Linked DNA regions of Sus scrofa: region 1 is linked to region 2. Evidence: chromatin contacts called from public Hi-C data. All regions are on one chromosome and are shown on one strand. Each heading gives the region's core, a stretch centred on a gene start, on an enhancer-like site or on the middle of the called end of the contact. The rest is flanking DNA. Distances are from core to core; before and after follow the strand shown. Region 1 holds the start of SLC25A11 (mitochondrial 2-oxoglutarate/malate carrier protein). Region 2 holds the start of INCA1 (protein INCA1).

Region 1 (2,700 bases), core at 4-2,503, 47 kb before region 2:
CCAGTTGCGCCTGCAGTCATGCCAATCAGGGCCTTCAGCAGAAAGCCAGGGGGTGTACCGTCAGCCCCAGTCAGGCGCTCAAACAGCACGGTATAGATACCAAGGCGAGTGGTGGTATAGGTGGCCTGGCGAAGCAGGCCAGCTGACAGCCTGGGGAGCGAAAGGGTCAGTGCATCAAGCCAAGGTCTGGAGCTGCCAACCCACACCCTACCTCCCCCATCATCTGGCCCCAGTACCCTGTATAAATGCCCCTCAGGCCTTCCGCCCTCAGGATGCTCGTGAGGGCATGGAAGCTGGTTTTGTACTCTCGTGTCTTGGCTCCTTCTCCACTCAACTGCATCCGGTTCTTCACCAGGTCCAGGGGCTGTACAAAAACTGTTGCTCCCATCCTGGGGAAAGAAAGGGGTGGAGTCAAGTGCCAGGTGTTCCAGATCTACCAATGCCCCCTGGAACCTGGCAACAAGAGGTCACAAAGGGCAGGGTCTGCCATGTGACTGACCAAGTTTTAGGAGGCTGGCGGACATGTGTACAAGAGTCTCCACATGTACCAAGAGCAATAAGTCTGAAAAGTCCAGGGGTCCAGTAGGGGCCATGCAAGAAAAGTGCTCCATGCAGCTCCAAGGGTGTCAAGCAGGGATCCCAGGACTGCATGCAGTCGGACCCAAAGAAGAGAGGTGGGCACTTATGACCTGGGATCCCACGTTGTCCAGCAGGAGCCATGCAATGACCTGGAACCCCAAACAGCCCCTCAGAGCCAAGCAATGGGTTGGGAAACTCAGGCGGCCCGGCAGGAGCCGTGCATGCAGCCCAGAAGGGACCCTGCGATGGGTAAAAAGATCCTGGTAGCCCATCATGGATCTCGCACTACGACGGGGACCGCGCTGACCCCGTGCCGGCTCGGTTCACTCTAACAGATCCAAAGATGAGCCGGGCCTGGTTGCTTGCATCCGTCCTTTCCTCCTCCTGTCCCATCCCTGGGGCCTGAGCTTACCCGGCCAGGCCCCCAAACAGGAACTTGACCGACTTAGGGGAGGTACGGGGCTTCGCGTCCATCCCACCGGCCCCGGGACTCGCCGTCGCCGCCATCGCCACTCAATGGCCCTCGGCTCCCGGTCCCGTGCGCGCGCGGCCCCGCTCGCGCCCAAGGTGACACTGCGCGCGCAACAGGGGCGAGGGCGCGCGCGCACACCCCTCCGGCTCTCAGGTCCAGCGCTAGCTGGAAGTTGGCGCAGGCGCGAGCGCAAGGGCAGCCGGGAGTAAGGCGGAGCTGAAGGAGGAGCTTCCAGAATGGGTGCGGGAAGGGGTGTGGCTGATTTAGGAAGCCAGAGCATAGGTGCAATTTTTATCGAATTGGAGTCGCGGGAACACAGAGAAGAGGGTTTCTGAAGATCTCGCGAGATCTCGTGAGCTTAGACTAGCCCGAGTTAGGCAGTCCCTCGCGGTAGGTACGGGAAGCTCTCAGCAGGTGGGAGGGATGTGTGTGGGAGAACTCTCGCGAGACGTGAAGATACGGCGGCGGCAGTGGCGGCGGCCAGAGGGAGGCGGAGAGGTTTGTAAGCCAGCCAGTTGCAGGATCCTGGGCACTAGAGGGGAAACAACCAAGCTGTTGCCTGGGGCTTCGGTGCTCCTTTCGTCTGTACAGGCACTCCTCTCACCTCTAATCTTTTCTTTTAACCGGACTTTTAGGACCGGAAGTCCTTCGTCTGGAGCGTCCAATGCTGGAAGCGGCCTGACCTTCTTTGCCGGAAACCCTCTTACAGGGAATGGGAATACGGCCCACCTGGCCGGAAGTCCCACCTCCGTGATCTCCCCCCACCCTTCCAGAAGTTTTTCTGTCACCTGGGCTTGCTTCTGTTCCTTTCCCCCGTTTTATTCCTATACCAGAAAAGGGTATTTTTAGTGTCGCCTTCCCGGCTCCACTAAGGGGGTTGGCTATCTCACTCCCCGAGTCGGGGGTCCTTCCCCTCGTCCCCATGTAGCTGAGAAGGGGGACCTGGGGGTGGTTGGACCCCTGGGACCCTGAGGAAGGGCCAGAGAGGGCGCAGAACTCCGCTTCTGCTCCTGCTATCGGGACGCGGCCTCCTCCGCCTCTCCCCTCCCGCTGCCATGCACCCTGCGGCCTTCCCGCTTCCTGTGGTTGTGGCCACTGTGCTGTGGGGAGTGGCCCCCAGCCAGGGGCTTATTCGAGCGGTGAGTCTGAGGGGCAGATGGGGGAAGGGCGCTGAAGGGGAGAGGTTGCAGGCTAAAGGAGAGACATGGACTCTTGCCGCAGATCTCGGACCACAATGCCAGCATGGACTTTGCAGACCTCCCAGCTCTCTTTGGGGCTGCCTTGAGCCAGGAGGGACTTCAGGTGATTTTCTTCCCTTTTTCCTGTTTCCCAAAATTTTCCCTCTTGGATGATTGAAGCTGGAGGTAGAAGAGTCAAGTTAGGAACTTAGCGCAAGAGCACATCTGGCCTGGTGGAATCCAGAATCGGAGGGAGGAGACAAAGTCTACTCCTAGAACTCTGAGCCTTATGAAGGAGACTGAAAGTGGACCAAGATAAAAGGCACCAGGGGTGGTGCTTATCAGTAGGGTCTCTAGAGCCAGTTATTGGTTTTTATGACCTTGGACAAGTTAATTATCTCTCTGGGCCTTAGTTTGTTTTACTGTAAAGATGGAATAACAGTAAAAGTTACCACAGGATTATTGTGAGAA
Region 2 (2,700 bases), core at 131-2,630:
CACGGGGGGGGGGCTGTGCAGTCCATGCGGCCCCAGGTGGTGGGCCCGCGCCTGAGGGACTCTCTGCGGGGGCCAGGCTGGGTCGCTAGGGGTGGCCTGGGCCTGAGAGGGCACCCAGGCCTGAGGGGGCGGCTTGGGCCCGAGAGGGCGCCACGGGCCTGAGGGGCCTGTCAATCGTGAGGGCCAGGCAGAGACGAAGCGCCCGGGTGGCCGTGCCGCCGCTGAGTACACTTGGCCCCGGCACCTGAGGCAGCGGCGCGGCGAATTCTAGAACGATACGCCGGGCGCGGGGGAGGAGCGAGGCGGTGACTGGAGATGAGGGCGGAGCCGGTCAGCGGCGCGCGCCTGGGGGCGGGGCCTGCGCCGAACCACCTCCTGGGTGGGGCCCGGAGGGAGGTTCCGCCCCCTTTGCGCGCCTCCGACGGCGGCGGCGTGCGCGGGTCCGGGGCCTGGGTGCCCTGCGGGGTTCGACCCCACATTTCCCGGCTCCTCGGGTGCTGGCCACCCTCCAGCGTACTGGCATCCTGCTCGCCCTTCCGCGTCCGCAACTCAGTTTTCCCATCTCCGCCCGGTGGGCCCCGCGATCTCGAGGGCATTGCCCCTTTAACAGCATTCCGAGTCACTCCCAGACCCTCCTCGGGACGGCGCGCGCGCGCGGGCGCGCGCCCCCTGTCCCCCGCCCCTCGCTCCCGCCCCAGCTCGCGCTGCCCGGGCGGGCGCCGGCCGCTGGCGCCGCTACTGCTGTCGCCCCCGGGGCGTGAGTCCGCCGCCCACCGCCCGGGGACCCGGCGAGGGGCGGGGGCAGCCCCGAACCGGCCCCGGATCACCTCCGCTCCCCTTTCACGCTTCCCGGAAAGTTTGTTCCCTTTGCATTCTCCCCAGCCTCTTGGGGAGCCCCGCCGCGACGAGGTGAGAGTTGGGGGGGGCGAGGGAGGGGACACCCGCGAAGGAATGTGCGGAGCTGGGGGGCGGGGAGCCGGGGTCCCGGTTTGCACTACCCGGCGGGGGCCGGCTGGCCGCGAGAGCTTGGATCATGTGCTGTTTGTCCCGCGGAGGCGCAGAGAGGTGCCAGGCCCGGGGCGGCCGTCGGTTGGCTGGACAGGAGGACAGGGTCCTCATGGCCGCCCGGAAAGGCCGGGAGGGGGGGGGCTCTGTGTGAAACCTGCTGGCCGGGTAAGGTGCAGGTGGCCCGAGGCCCCCCCTTTCTGGTCACTCGGCCTCACTCCAGCCGGGACTTCTCCCTGTACCCCACTGCGCCTTTACACTCACCGGCCGAACCCTGTACCTCTGCCTTAGTCCTTAATCCGCCGTCCTCCAGCAGTGCTACCCCTTTCCCTGCCCCATTAGCCGCGCGGGCGGCACCATTGCGTGTCCCCATCAGTGTCCCTTCCCTCTCCTGGTCAGGGTCTGGGGGTCAGGGCTGTTCTTCCTGAGAAGGCCTCTTTGGTTTCCACTACTCCCTTCCTGTCCTGGGACAGACCAGCTCTCCCACCCCTCCCATGCCCTGGCCAGGAAGGCTGGTGAGGTGAGGCTCAGTATGACAAGGGTTTGAGGTCCTTTGGGACCACAGAAGGGGGCCCAGCATCCCTGATCTCTCTTCCCAACCCTCCACCCTGCTGTCCGTGGGCGTGGGCTGCTCAGCCTCTCCTCCCAGGGTGTGGGCACCCGATCACCCACATTCCTGGGCTCTAGCCTGGCACCTTCCCCAGCCCAGTGGACGCCATAGCACTAGCCCCAGGCTGGAGCTGGGACTGCCTGCTTTCCTTCATTCTTTCTTCCGGGGATCCTCAGGTGCCCTCCCTCCCATAAACCGTAGGTATCCTGGATCCCGCAACCGAGGAGCCCTGGGGCTTGGTTGGATGCTTACAGGATGACCCCACCCTCCCCTGCCCATTGTGCTGGATCCTGAGGAGGAAGTGCTGGGGGCTGGGCAAGGGGTTTGGGGCTTGCAGGCAGGCCCTGTGGATCCCAGTTCTGGGCTGTCCCTCTAGCCTGTGGACTTTGCCCCTTAGCAGTCTTGCCCTCTCTGTGGAGGTTTGGGGCCCTCGGTGCGAGCTGGTGTCTCCTTCTCCTTGGCTGGCCCTGTGGGGGAATTTTGAGGCAGGTCCTGTGCTTGGGGTTTTCTCTCATCTGCTTTCTCTTCTGGGCTCCCAGTTTGTGCTTTTTCCCTTCCCGTTGAACACTTCTGTGTTTGCTGTCCTCTTCGTCGCCCCTTCTTTCTTTCCTAGCATGACCTCTGTCTTGCCTTCTCTCTTGTCTCTCCCGTTTTCTTGGTGTCTGGGACTTTTGGCCCCTCCTCTTCCCGCTTCCCACCACCCTCAGTGTCTCGGCCCATGTGTCCCTCTCTCTGAATTGCCCTCTGTCCAGCCTCTCTCTCTCTCTCTCTTCTCTATCTGAACGGTCAGTGCACTTGTGAGTGACGAGGAATAAAAATATCACCCTCCCTGCCCTTGGATCCACATGGCATTTGGCTGCTGCAGAGGGCAGCTATCCTTACCTTTGCGAACATACCCCCTGCCCGTTGCCCTCCAACCCTGGAAGCCCAGGCACACCTCTGGAGCCACAGGTGCCTCCTAACCGCTCTTCCCCCACAACCAGGGTTTCCCCCACAGCCTCAGCTGGCGTGGCCAGGCCCCAAGTGTAGGATGGGGCTCCTCCTACGAGGGCCGGTGGCAGCCAGAACTGATACAGCCCCCCTGG

What was found. A called contact is a pair of places that touch in the nucleus more often than the background predicts.
Region 1: a Hi-C map of liver shows a contact between it and region 2, with 3 times the contacts expected there. The contact joins the promoter of SLC25A11 here to the promoter of INCA1 in region 2. A contact is called at or near these places in 2 of 5 promoter capture datasets (fetal skeletal muscle and liver), 8 of 47 Hi-C or Micro-C datasets (blood, heart right ventricle, liver and 3 more) and 2 of 2 datasets of contacts at active chromatin or transcription factors (alveolar macrophages and skeletal muscle).

What each region holds. Positions count from the first base shown.
Region 1 is chr12:51,969,347-51,972,046 of Sscrofa11.1, reverse strand. SLC25A11 (mitochondrial 2-oxoglutarate/malate carrier protein) reads right to left here and starts at 1,253. Exons shown (of 8, transcript XM_021067766.1): 1 at 992-1,253; 2 at 237-389; 3 at 1-150. The coding sequence starts at 1,086. It overlaps RNF167 (E3 ubiquitin-protein ligase RNF167), which reads left to right and starts at 1,236. Exons shown (of 10, transcript XM_003131906.4): 1 at 1,236-1,549; 2 at 1,687-2,190; 3 at 2,273-2,353. The coding sequence starts at 2,107.
Region 2 is chr12:51,922,444-51,925,143 of Sscrofa11.1, reverse strand. INCA1 (protein INCA1) reads right to left here and starts at 1,380. Exons shown (of 6, transcript XM_021067760.1): 1 at 1,270-1,380. The coding sequence starts at 1,378. It overlaps KIF1C (kinesin-like protein KIF1C), which reads left to right and starts at 679. Exons shown (of 23, transcript XM_021067761.1): 1 at 679-909.